Linked DNA regions of Pan troglodytes: region 2 is linked to region 1. Evidence: chromatin contacts called from public HiChIP or PLAC-seq data. All regions are on one chromosome and are shown on one strand. Each heading gives the region's core, a stretch centred on a gene start, on an enhancer-like site or on the middle of the called end of the contact. The rest is flanking DNA. Distances are from core to core; before and after follow the strand shown. Region 1 holds the start of NEURL3 (neuralized E3 ubiquitin protein ligase 3). Region 2 holds the start of CIAO1 (cytosolic iron-sulfur assembly component 1).

Region 1 (6,067 bases), core at 2,203-4,702:
TTTTTTTGAGACAGGGTCTCACTGTCATTCAGGCTAGAGTGCAGTGGTGTGATCATGGCTCACTACAACCTCAAACTCCCAAGCTCAATTGATCCTCCCACCTCAGCCTCCTGAGTAGCTGGGATCACAGCTGCACTCCACCATGCTCAGCTAATATTTCTGATATTGTGAAGACAGGTCTAGCTATGTGGCCCAGGCTGGTCTCAAACTTCTGGCCTCAAGCAGTCCCCCCATCTTGGCATCCCCAGGTGCTGAGATTACAGGCATGAGCCACCGCACCTGGCCAAGTGGACCCCACTTTCGGGGGCAAGGGCCTGGTGGGTTTGGAGCCTTGTGAGTGCCCTGACCCTCAACCCCAGATCAAGGCCACAATCAGTGACTGCTCGGCTAAGGGATGGCTAGTGCCAGGTACGTCTCCACCTTAGTGCAGGCTGCCTTGGGTGGTTCCCCAGAGCGCTGCAGCCATGCATCTTGTTAATAAATCACACTCTCATGAGAGGTATGTATGGCATCTTATCAGGGAAGTCAACTCTGAGCCTCAGACTGTCTGGAAAATTACCTGGCAAGCTATGGCCCTCAGGCCACCCAAAGCCAGCAGGCTGGGGTGGTATAGTTGCATCAGTGGGACCTTGGGCCATGAGGCAGCTGGGGGGCAGAGGAGGTCATTCTGAGGAGCTAAAGCCTGCCTAAAGCCTCCCATCCAGGGTACAGGCATACCCGCCACACACTCTGTGTTTGTTTATTGAACAAACTGCCAGGGTTCAGGACATGCCACCCCAAAATATGGCACTTTGGCATTTAAGAAAACAGCAGAAGCAGGAAGGCCTCGCTCACCTTCCCTTTGCCCGAATCCCCTGAAGTAGGGCCATGAGGCCATAAGACCCATCCTTACCTCTGAAGACACAGGGACAGAGAGAAGAATCTGAACAGGCTGGCCGACTCTCCCCGGTTTATTACCCCTTCCCCTTTAGCCAATCACTTCTCCACGATGCCCACTCTTCATGAAACCAACACATAAAAATACATGTCCCCATTTCTTTGGGTCTTCATTTCCAAAGGCCCCTGTGTCATGTAAAATTTACATGAAATAAATTTGTGTGCTTTTCTCTTGTTGACCTGTCTTTTGTTATAGGTGTCCTAGCCATGAACCGAGCAATGGGTGGGGAAAGATTTTACTTTTGTACTTTTCCTCCCCTGCAGAATGCTACCGTTTTTGTTGTTGTTGTTGTTGTTGTTGTTGTTGTTGTTGTTTTTGAGACGGAGTCTCGCTCTGTGGCCCAGACTGGAGTGCAGTGGCACGATCTCGGCTCACTGCAACCTCTGCCTCCCAGGTTCAAGCAACTCTCCTGCCTCAGCCTCCCAAGTAGCTGGGACTGTGGCGCTCTCCATGACGCCCAGTTAATTTTTGTATTTTTAGTAGAGATGAGGTTTCACCATGTTGGCCAGGATGGTCTCCATCTACTGACCTCGTGATCCACCCGCCTCGGCCTCCCAAAGTGCTGGGATTACAGGCGTGAGCCACCGCTCCTGGCCCGGAATGCTACCGTTCTAAGTCCAGAACTTACCTGATAGTCCTCATGGCAACTCCTCAAAAAGGTCCTGTTTATTGTAATCATTTCCATTATACACGTGGGGAAACTGAGGCACACGACAGTTACGCAGCTTGTTCAGCTCACTAGGCATGACGTGACAGGCTGGGACTGGCCCAGGTATCGTGGCTGGAGACCGTCTGCCTTGCGCCCCTCCACGGCCACTCGCCGCGGAGACTCCGCCCCTTGGAAGTGCCCCCTAATTAGGAATATCTCCTCCACTGGACTGCGCGGGCACAGAGCAGGAGATTTGTAGATAGGCCTAACTGGCTGCTGAGTGTCAGGTGGAGGCTGCCCCGCAGTAGATGTCACCCGCCAGCCCCGCTGCAAACCTTTGCTTTGAGACGGGCGGGCCCGTGCCCTCGAGCGCGGGGCGGTCTCCGCTGTGCCGAGACTGAGGCGGCCCCTGCTGGCGGCGGTCAGTACTGCAGGAGGCGCCGAGGGCCCGGGAGCCCCCAAAGCCGGGAGGGGCGCCCCAGAGGGAGGTGAGCGGCGCCGAGGCTCACTATACCGCAGCTCCCACACACCCGTCTCCCAGGGTGGGTGGTAGCCTCACTGGGACCCCTCTGTTGCAGTCGGCCTCTCTTGCCCAGAGCTCCATCACTACACATGTCTTCACGCAGGTTATCTCTCAAGACTCAACCCGCGCTCCGGGAAGAGCCTGACACACGAGGAAGCCACTGCTGCCCCGCGCCCACTCCAGCGTGCGGCCCAGCGGGACCGGGAGCCCAGCCCAACCTGGGGCACTGTCAGGCAGCCCGGTCCCTCGTGGTCCCTGCCATTAAGGCCCAGGGACGCCTACCTATGACACTTGCCAGCCCTCATCCGTTCCCCGCCGGGCCAAAATCTCAGAGGGCAGGGGCTGCCCTGCCTAGAAACCAGCCCCAGAACATCAGGGCCGCGGGCGCTGTGGGCGGTCGGCCAGGGCGCGCAGGGGCCAAACAGGGCAGCGTTGGGAGCTTTTGCACAAGGCACCCCTCTGCCAGCCTCATGGCCCAGCCATGCCACCCCCGTGAACCAAGTGTGCTGGCCCACAGCAGCGCTCTGCACAACAGCCCCAGCCTGGAAACAAGCGAATGTCCACTGCTGTCCACCTCACCCTCAGCTGGGGGAGCTGAGCTGCTCAGATCCCCGGGAATGCAGGGCCCATTCCCCGGAGGCCAAGGCCAGTGTCCCACGCACACCCAGTCCAGGCCTATGCTTCCCCGGGTCTGCCGCCTAAGCAGCCCTGTCCCTGATCTCTGTCTCAGAGGCTGCTCCCGGCCCAGCTTCCCACAACCATCAGCAGGACCTAAACTGCCACATATGCGCGCCATGGAATACTGTGCCAATGACAACAAATTACTGCTACCTGCAACGACGTGGATAAACCTCACAGCCGTGAGGCTGATGTAAGGGAAGACCCAAAGAGCACCGCGTGCTGCCATTCATAGGAAGTTCAGGCAAAACCCATCCGTGGTGTTCGAAGCAGGACAAGGCTGCCTTTGGGAGGTAGTGATCGGCAGGGACACGGGAAGCCTCTGGGGAGCTGGAAACGTCCTGCACCTTGATCGTGGTCACACAGGTGTGTAGATGTACAAAAAAACCCTTCCAATCGGACCCTCAAATCATACATAAATTGCGTCTTCGTGTTATGTTGGCTAAGCCCTTCCAGCCCTAACAATGTCGTTCTGGCGGAGCTGGTGAGTCAGGAAGCATCCACGCCGCCTGGGAAGACCGGCTCTGGAGGCTGGAGGGCTTGACCAGCACTGCCACCCGGTGGCCGGCAGCGGAACTGACCACAGGCCTGGTGCCCTGGAGAGAATGGGCCACAAACGCTCCGCCAGGACTGCAACTGTGTCCTAGGCGCCGCCCTCAGCCACCAAGTCGGCCTGCCTCTCGAGCACCCAACAACTCCAACAAGCCCTCTGGACCAATAGCTGCAGCCCCCACGGGGCCTTGGGGGTGGGAGGGAGGAGAGGGAGGCCAGCCTGTAGCACAGTACCAGCCCAGAGTTATTAACAGGTCTGTGCTGTCACTTCCGCTCTGCTGCGGTCCTCCTGGGTCCTGATTCTGCCGGGCGCCTCCACAGCCTTCCTCCCTCCTGGTTCTCCCCGCCAGCAGCCAGCACGGGAGCGCCCACTGGGCATGAATGGGGAGCCTGCCAGAGAGGGGAGCTGGGGGAGAGAGGCACAGCTTCCAGGCCTGGCGTGGCTGCTCATGCCTGTGCGTGAGGGAAGGGTCAAGGGAAAGGTGTGCCCTCTCTTCTTTTGGTTTCTTGTTTTCCTTTTTCCCGTGCCCCCTCACCCCATACACAACTGTCAGGGTGTCTGTCCTGGAAAGACACCTGGTACCTGCCCTGGTGGTGCCTGCCCTGTGTGGGGTGTGTGTATGCGTGTGCATGCGTGTGTGCATGCATGTGTGTTCAACAGGAATTGATTTAGTGCCTGCTATGTGCCAAGCACTGTCCCAGTTCTGGGTAACCAGAGATTGAAGGAAACCCAATCCTCATCCTTCAGCCACTTTGTGCATGCCCTGGAATTTAGGTAAGTGCTACAAGAGGGCCAAACTGAGGGCTGGGAAAACCAGCGGTGTCGAGGGGTTGTTATGCCCAGGGAATGGGTGAAGGTTTTGTGGAAGAAGAGTTATTAAAATTGTGCCCTGAAAGGTAAATAGGATTTCAACAGCCAGGAAAGGAATGAAAGGCATTTCAGGGAGAAGGAATACACACACAAAAGCATAGGAACGGAGACATGATCTGTGCTGTATGGTTGTATCAGGTAGGATTAGGATTGCTTGCATGCAAGAGAATGTCCAAAAGGACAGTGGCTTGAGCAAGGCATGTTCATTTCTTTTTCACATAAAATAAGCTGAAGACAGGCAGTCCAGCTAGTCATGACACCTCTGCAGCCACAGGGGACCCAGGCTTTCTCCGCTGTTCAGCTCCACCATTCTAGCACTGGCCTCAAGGTCACGTCATGTACCAAAAGTGCTGCTGGAACTCCAGCCAGTACATCAGAGCTCCAAGCATCAGGGAAGAGAAAGACTCAAATGGGCACTCCTCTAAGCTAAGCCAAGCCAGCTTGCAATTAAGCTGATTTACTGGAGGGCCTATGTAACGTTTTCATTTATAGCTCATTGGCCAGAAGCTTGTCACATGGCCACAGCTAGCTGCAAGGGAAACTGAGAAATGTAGTCTTTATCGGGAAGAGCAGCTAAAAATTGGGGTCTGTCACTAAGGAAGAAGGAGAAACTGGATGTTGGTGGGAAGCCAGCACTGCCTAGCCCAGGGTAGAGTGGAGCAGTGGTCCTTCAACTTGTGAGGAGGGGGGCAGGAAGGCAGCCTGATCACAGGGGCCGTGCCGTGGAGGGGCTGGACTCTTCCGTAGCAAATAGGGGATTGCTGAAAGATTCTCAGCAGGAGCCAAGGGTTGAGGAACCTGGAACTGTTGGGCAGAAAATGGAAGCATGCAAGGAGGGGAAGGGAACTGTGAGAAGTTAATAAGGGCACGAGGCAGGGAAGGGCACCCCAGGAGAGCCAAGGCTAAGCCTGGCAACAGTGGGAGGTGATGCCAGGGCCCCGGGGAGGGACACAGATCTACTGAGGGTAGTCTGGGAGGAACACAGTACTAGCAGATAGCTGTGTCTGAGGCAGCTGTTAACCATCAAGTCAGGTGGCTCAAAGGCAACTGAGAATCCAAGTGGAAGCTCAGGTGAGATGACAGCACTGGGAACATAGATGGAGCGATCAGTCATACAGTGGTGGATGGGATCAGCCAGGCAGGGATCCAGTCGTTCAGCTGGAGGACTCTGATGGATCTTTCGGAGTTACTGGGGAAGAACAATGGAGTGACCAACTGCATAAATTTTGAAGCCAGAGCTGGGTTCAAATCCAGACTTTAATAGCCATAAGCCTGTGGGCTGGCTAACAACACTTTCTAAGCCTTAATTTTCTCATGTGCAAAATGGAAATAAAGAGGCCTTCTGTGCGGGCTGATAGGAGGGCTGAATGAGTAATGAGTAGCACATTCCCACACAGGGAACTGCACTAACCAGTAAATACCTGCTCTTACCAGTAAACCACCCCCCCGCCCCCCACTTACTGAAGAGGACATCAGTGCCTTTCTTGGGGCCATTCACTGTGCCCAACAGTCCTCTCACTGCAAGGTGGGGCCCGTGGAGCCCTGTGTGGGATCGCTCAGGTGAGGTCACAAGCACTGTGCCTCTCCAGGACCCTGAGACCTCCAACCCAGCATGGCTAGGGCAGCCCCTGGCTCTGCCAAACCTCCTGGACAGGGGCATCTGCAGCCCCAGACAGGTGGGTCAAGAGAAGTGTTATGCCTCCTGCCAGCAGGGAAAAGAGGCCAGAGTGGGCCATGGCATGCCCCTTTCCTTAAAGGGCACAGCCAGAAAGAGCACACATGGCCCAAACTTCAGCTTGAATCCCATTGACCAAAGCTTAGTTGTGTGGCCACATCCAGCTGCAAGGAACTGGGAAG
Region 2 (6,067 bases), core at 2,442-4,941, 240 kb before region 1:
GGTCAGGATATCTGTTAGGCCCTGAGGATCAGCACAGTCACACAGGATACTACATGTCTGAAGGCCCACTGGGTACCAAAAAACCAGTAGGTACAAAGAAAAGGGAGAGAAGATGCAATCAAGGACTTCCGGATTCCTTACTGATTCTTCTGTGATAGCTCATGAGGCACCACTGCCAACTCTCCTATTAATGGGCACAAAGTGCTCTTAGGAGATGGCCACAGGCAAGCAAGTAGAAACTATACACAGGTTAAGGTCTCTAAATATGTGAGCAAATGTAATGTAAAGGTTAAGAAAACATGCTTTGCAAAAGACAAAACGGAGCCTGAATAATTTCTTTCTTTTTTCTTTTTGCGATGGAGTCTCACTCTGTAGACCAGGCTGGAGTGCAGTAGTGTGATCTGGGCTCACTGCAACCTCACCTCCCAGGTTCAAGCGATTCTCCTGCCTCAGCCTCCTGGGTAGTTGAGGCACCAGCCACTAGGCCTGGCTAATTTTTGTATTTTTAGTTGAGATGGGGTTTCACCATGTTGGCCAGACTGATCTTGAACTCCTGACCTCAGGTGATCCATCCGCCTTGGCCTCCCAAAGTACTGGGATTACAGGTGTGAGCCTCCATGCCTGGCCTGGCCCGAATAATTTCTTAGAAAGGGTAAATACACATGTGAACAAAGAAGAACCTGCACCAAGAATTTACTTTTTTTTTTTTTTTTGAGATGGAGTCTTGCTCTGCTCTGTTGCCCAGGCTGGAGTGCAGTGGTGTGATCTTGGGCTCACTGCAACTCCTCTACTTCCTGGGTTCAAGCGATTCTCCTGCCTCAGCCTTCAGAGTATCTGGGACTACAGGCGTGTGCCACCACACCCAGCTAATTTTTGTATTTTTAGTAGAGACAGGGTTTCTTTCACCATGTTAGCCAGGCTGGTCTCCAACTCTTGACCTCAGGCAATCCACCCGCCTCGGCCTCCCAAAGTGCTGGGATCAGAAGTGTGAGCCAGTTCCTGGCCTTTCTTTTTTTTTTTTTTTTGAGATGGAGTTTCGCTCTTGTTGCCCAGGCTGGAGCACAATGGCGCAATCTCAGCTCACTGCAACCTCAGCCTCCCAAGTTCAAGCGATTCTCCTGCTTCAGCCTCCCAAGTAGCTGGAATTACAGATGCCTGCCACCACGCCCGGCTCAAAAATTTACTTTTATTTTTAACATGCCTTCGACAAGGATGCACACCAAAGTGAAATAATTATGAGATTGCTCCTTATGACAGCTGAAGTAAAACAAAGGATAAAAACCATAAATGGCACGGCATCATTTTATATTGGCATCAACAGAGGTGGGGTAGTCCCAGCTCTGCCACCCTAAACTGGGTAGCCTTGGGGAGATCCTTCATTTTTCTGAGCCACAGCTAAGCACACCCTATGCAGTGCTAGATTTCAGAGATCTAGCTTTCTAGATCTGATGGGTCTAGTGGTGGGAAGGTGGTATGTGTGCTTCAAAGAAAGCAAGTACAGGGCAATGTGCTAACAGAAAAACCACCAAGACTCACTCAAGCTTAATGCTCTTTGTGCCATTAGCAACATGACAGAGAAAAGGCTGCATATAAGGCCTCTGTCGTGTGCATAACTTTGGCTTTAATGAGCCAACCCAGCAAAGAGTACCATTAAGGTGAAATCTGGAAACAACCAGTTGTCCCCAACCTTCTACAAAATCACCCTACAGCTTCTAAAACTCAAGAGAGATGCAAAACAGTAAGAGAACACTCAGAGAAAGGCAACATTTGGCCACAAGGATGAGGCTTTTCAGCCTAGACCTGCAGAAGCAGAGTATGGTCCGATGCACAGCGGGGAACTTGGACCTTTTCACCAAATCCCAGTGCCTGAATTCTTCAGGAGGTAACACGCAGATATCTAACAGGAAGTGCTTCTGATAGGCGGTGCAGTAAACATCTGGAATGCATCACAGCCAGGGAATAGCACAGAGAGGATAGCACAGAGAGGATATAAGACCTTCAAGATGGCTCAAAAGACCTTGGGGTTGATGAACTATGCTGTTACTAAGGACTGTTTGGGGTACATTGATCATTGTTAGGGTAAAAAGCAGGTGATACAGTCCAGTCCTGTCCTCACACTTCACAATTTTTACTGGCGACAAGACTGGGCAGGATAAACTATGGGGCCCATAGGACCCTCCCATCGTCTGCTGTCTTTCTGGCCGGAAAGCATGATGATGAACAAAGCAACCTTGCCTCTGTCAGGCACACCTATAATGGTTCCAAGAGCCACATTCCGACTGTTGTATTGCGGGTGGCAATGGAACGGTCTTCCGATTACCTAAAATGCCACAGATTCCCTTCTTCTCTAATACGCATCCGATTACCATAAAACTCTAAGATATGTTTTAAAACCTAGTCATATTAAAAGTTCCTTTTTCTCCATTAATCAGTCTGCCCCAAAGAAGCTTTTCCATATTTCACAGGCTCCTTAGAAGAGGCCAGCTAACTGTGATACCTAGCACCCTTATCTTTTCTCGATACACAGCGTCCTTCCTCCAGCAGAATCCTAAAATAGCAGCAGTCCGGATTAACATGGCTGTGAGGAGTAGGTGCTTAGCTGAATAACATCAGAATTAATGAGGGGCCGGACCCCAAACAGAGCCACCTGGTGGGCATGAACACCAGGCAGTTATGGGGCCGTTTCCTTCAACCAAGTGTCTGGTCCCTGGCTATCTCTGCTTCAGCCAGAACACATTCTGTCCCCCACCGAGGCTTTAAGGGCCAGCGCGCAGCACCCTCACCTTTCAGCAGGTCCGGGTGCACATAGCCCAACACGTCGGAGACCCCCAGCTCCTGGCGCGAACAGGTGCCTCCGTGGATGTGCAACCAGGCGGGCTCGGCGAGGGCAGTGCACAGCGCCGTGATAGACAGGGCGCCAGGCAGGGCCGAGGCCAGGCTACGCTCCGGCTGCTTGGGCAGAGCGCTGCCTCCCGGGCTCCTCCGCCGGCGCCCGCCGGGCAGCCCTGCGCCTCCGGGGGCGTACATGCCCGGGGCCGCCCGCCGTCGCTCCGCAGTCGCTGCTGGTCGCCGCCGACCTCCGCGGGGCGCGCAGAGCCTGACAGTCCGGTGGAGGATAGCAACGCTCCGGGTTCGCTGCAGGTGAAGCCGGGACTGGGCTGTCAGGGTTGACACCAGAGGATAGGGGGGTGGGACCCGGGGCTGACGGAGACGGGGAGGGCTGCGGGAATTCGGGGGGCGGAGACAGGAGACTCCGGAATGGGACTGCGGGACGACAACCGAAGACGGCCAGGGGCCAGATGGGGTCTGGGCAGACTCGAGTGGGGGGCGGAGGGATCGGGGATCGGCTACTGCTAGAGCAAAGACCCGGAGTCAGGGTCTCAGCCAGAGGATGCCGAGAGGCGGAGGACCGGGCTGGGCCGCGGGGATCGGGGACTCGTGATCTGGGACCGGCGGTTTGGGGTGCGACCTGTGCGCAGAAAAGACCCTCCCCACGCCGCCCATTGTTCCTCACCAGTCAGCAGGCCCCAGGGCTGGGATGGTGCTGCTCAGCCCAGTCACGGGCTTCTCGGCTGCCGGGGGCCGAGCGTTCCCAGGCCCCAATCCCGCAACGCCCGGACAGACCCGGGGCCGATGCACTTCCGGCTTCCTCCTCCTCTGCCTCCTCCTCCTCCGGCTCCCCGCCCCGTCCCCCGCGCGCGTCACAGGCTGGGCGCGCCGCCGGCTCTGCGCAGGGCCTCACGGGACTGGTAGTTCGAGGCGGTCCCGCGATGCTTTCCCTGCCGAGGTGAGGGGAGCGACTACAACTCCCAGAGGGTATGGCGGCCGCAGCAGTGGGCAGTTGAGTTTCCGGGGCGACCCAGGTCCTCCGGCGGAAGCGGGAGCCTCTGTCGGCCGCGGAAGCCTGGAGTGGGCGGTACGCAGACGCGCGCGGTGAGACCCGCTGTCTGCTCAGCGGACTCTGCCCGCCCCCACCTCCCCCTGCGTCGGGCCGACATGAAGGACTCGCTGGTGCTGCTGGGCCGTGTCCCGGCGCACCCGGACTCCCGCTGCTGGTTCCTGGCCTGGAACCCCGCGGGGACCCTGCTGGCCTCGTGCGGCGGCGACCGGAGAATCCGCATCTGGGGCACGGAGGGTAAGGCCCAGCCTGGTTGCGCGGCCCTCAGCGCTGAGGGCTCAGCCTGCGCGTAGTGCAGGCGCTCAGCCTGCAGGGGAGGCTGAACCTGTTCCTGGCGGAGGGAGAGTGGGATGTTAGCCACGCCGAGAAGGGCTTTAAGGTAAAGAAGTCTGCGACTGTTGGGAGGAAAAACGTAAGCAGACAAGCTGAAATGTCAAGGGAATTGTGTTAGCTGCAGAGGCAGGAAAATGGGAAAAGAGAGGTGTTAGGAAAGTGGCCTTCAGAGTAACTTGCGACTGGATGGTCACATTTTATCCCGAGGGCATTGGGGAACCAATAGCAATTTTAGATCAGATTTGTTTTAGAAAGATGCCTCCAGAGGTTGGGCGCGGTGGCTCACGCCTGTAATCCTAGCAGTTTGGGAAGCAGAGGCGGGTAGATCACCTGAGGTCAAGAGGTCAAGAGGTCAAGACCAGCCTGGCCAACATGGTGAAACCGTCTCTACTAAAAGTACAAAATTAGCTGGGCGTGGTGGCGGGCACCTGTAATCCCAGCTACTCGGGAGGCTGAGGCAGGAGAATCCCTTGAACCCAGGAGGCGAAGATTGCAGTGAGCCGAGATTGTGCCATTGCACCCCAGCCTGGGCATCAGAGCAAAAACTCCGTCTCAAAAAAAAAAAAAAAAAAAAAAAAAGCTTCCAGAGGAAGTAGATTCAGTTGCATCTTTGTAAAAGCTGTGAAATACACTCCCTGAGCTTTCCCCCACTAGCTTGATTCCAGTGCTAGCCCCTGATATTGAATGGCTTCATGGTGCTGCACCCAGCTCCAGAGCCTGGCCTGCGCTCCGCCTTTAGGTGACAGCTGGATCTGCAAGTCTGTCCTTTCTGAAGGCCACCAGCGCACCGTGCGGAAGGTAGCCTGGTCCCCCTGCGGTAATTACCTGGCCTCTGCCAGCTTTGATGCTACCACTTGCATTTGGAAGAAGAACCAGGATGACTTTGAGGTACCCAGGCTGGTTGGGACCAGTATTATTGCCTGTTTCCTCCCCAGGGCTGGTTCAGGAACCTGAGCCAACCTGCGCCAGTTGGGCTGTACCCATGGGAAGGGGCTTAGGGGTGTTAGCTGCTGTTAATTCTCATTTTCTTTCCCCTTTCACAGTGTGTAACCACTCTCGAGGGCCATGAAAATGAGGTCAAGTCAGTGGCTTGGGCCCCATCTGGCAACCTCCTGGCCACTTGCAGCCGAGATAAGAGCGTTTGGGTCTGGGAAGGTGAGGCCAGGTCCCTCCAGGTGGATTGGGAACCACCTGACAGCCCCCTCTGTGTCCCTGACAGGGTCGGCTCTTGGGTCCCCTTTTTCTCTCCCACAGTTGATGAAGAGGATGAGTATGAATGTGTCAGTGTTCTCAACTCCCACACACAGGATGTCAAGCATGTGGTTTGGCACCCAAGTCAGGAGGTAAGAGTCAAGCAGGGACTCTTGTGGGAAGGGCTCTGGTGTGCAGGCTTGTGCCCAGCCTTCCTCTGCTTTTCAGCCTTAATCTAGCTTTTACGGAGAGTTCCATCTGTGAACAAAAAACATTAGTCCCTTTATAAAAACAGATCCGGCTGGGTGTGGTGGCTCACACCTATAATCTCAGCACTTTGGGAGGCCATGGTGGGTGGATCATCTGAGGTCAGGAGTTCGAGACCAGCCTGGCCAACGTGGTGAAACTCCGTCTCTACTAAAAATACAAAATTAGCCGGGCATGGTGGCACATGCCTGTAATCCCAGCTATTCGGGAGGCTGAGGCAGGAGAATCACTTGAACCCAGGAGACGGGGGTTACAGTGAGCCGAGATCGTGCTATTGCACTCCAGCCTGGGCAACAACAGCAAACTTCATCTCAAATAAATAATAAAATAAAATAAAAGCAGATACCTGGAACTGACCTGTCCTTTGCTTCCTGGGCC

Evidence for each region. HiChIP or PLAC-seq counts read pairs in DNA pulled down with a chosen protein or histone mark.
Region 2: a contact with region 1 is called in an H3K4me3 HiChIP or PLAC-seq map of stem cell-derived excitatory neurons, with 15 times the contacts expected there. The contact joins the promoter of CIAO1 here to the promoter of NEURL3 in region 1. A contact is called at or near these places in 1 of 7 Hi-C or Micro-C datasets (stem cell-derived neural progenitor cells) and 1 of 1 datasets of contacts at active chromatin or transcription factors (stem cell-derived excitatory neurons).

Annotation. Positions count from the first base shown.
Region 1 is chr12:26,560,827-26,566,893 of NHGRI_mPanTro3-v2.0_pri, reverse strand. NEURL3 (neuralized E3 ubiquitin protein ligase 3) reads right to left here and starts at 3,452. Exons shown (of 4, transcript XM_016948975.4): 1 at 2,941-3,452. The coding sequence starts at 3,016.
Region 2 is chr12:26,803,565-26,809,631 of NHGRI_mPanTro3-v2.0_pri, reverse strand. It overlaps CIAO1 (cytosolic iron-sulfur assembly component 1), which reads left to right and starts at 3,691. Exons shown (of 7, transcript XM_001144741.7): 1 at 3,691-4,135; 2 at 4,971-5,119; 3 at 5,275-5,386; 4 at 5,486-5,574. The coding sequence starts at 3,997. It overlaps TMEM127 (transmembrane protein 127), which reads right to left and starts at 3,716. Exons shown (of 3, transcript XM_054678621.2): 1 at 3,515-3,716.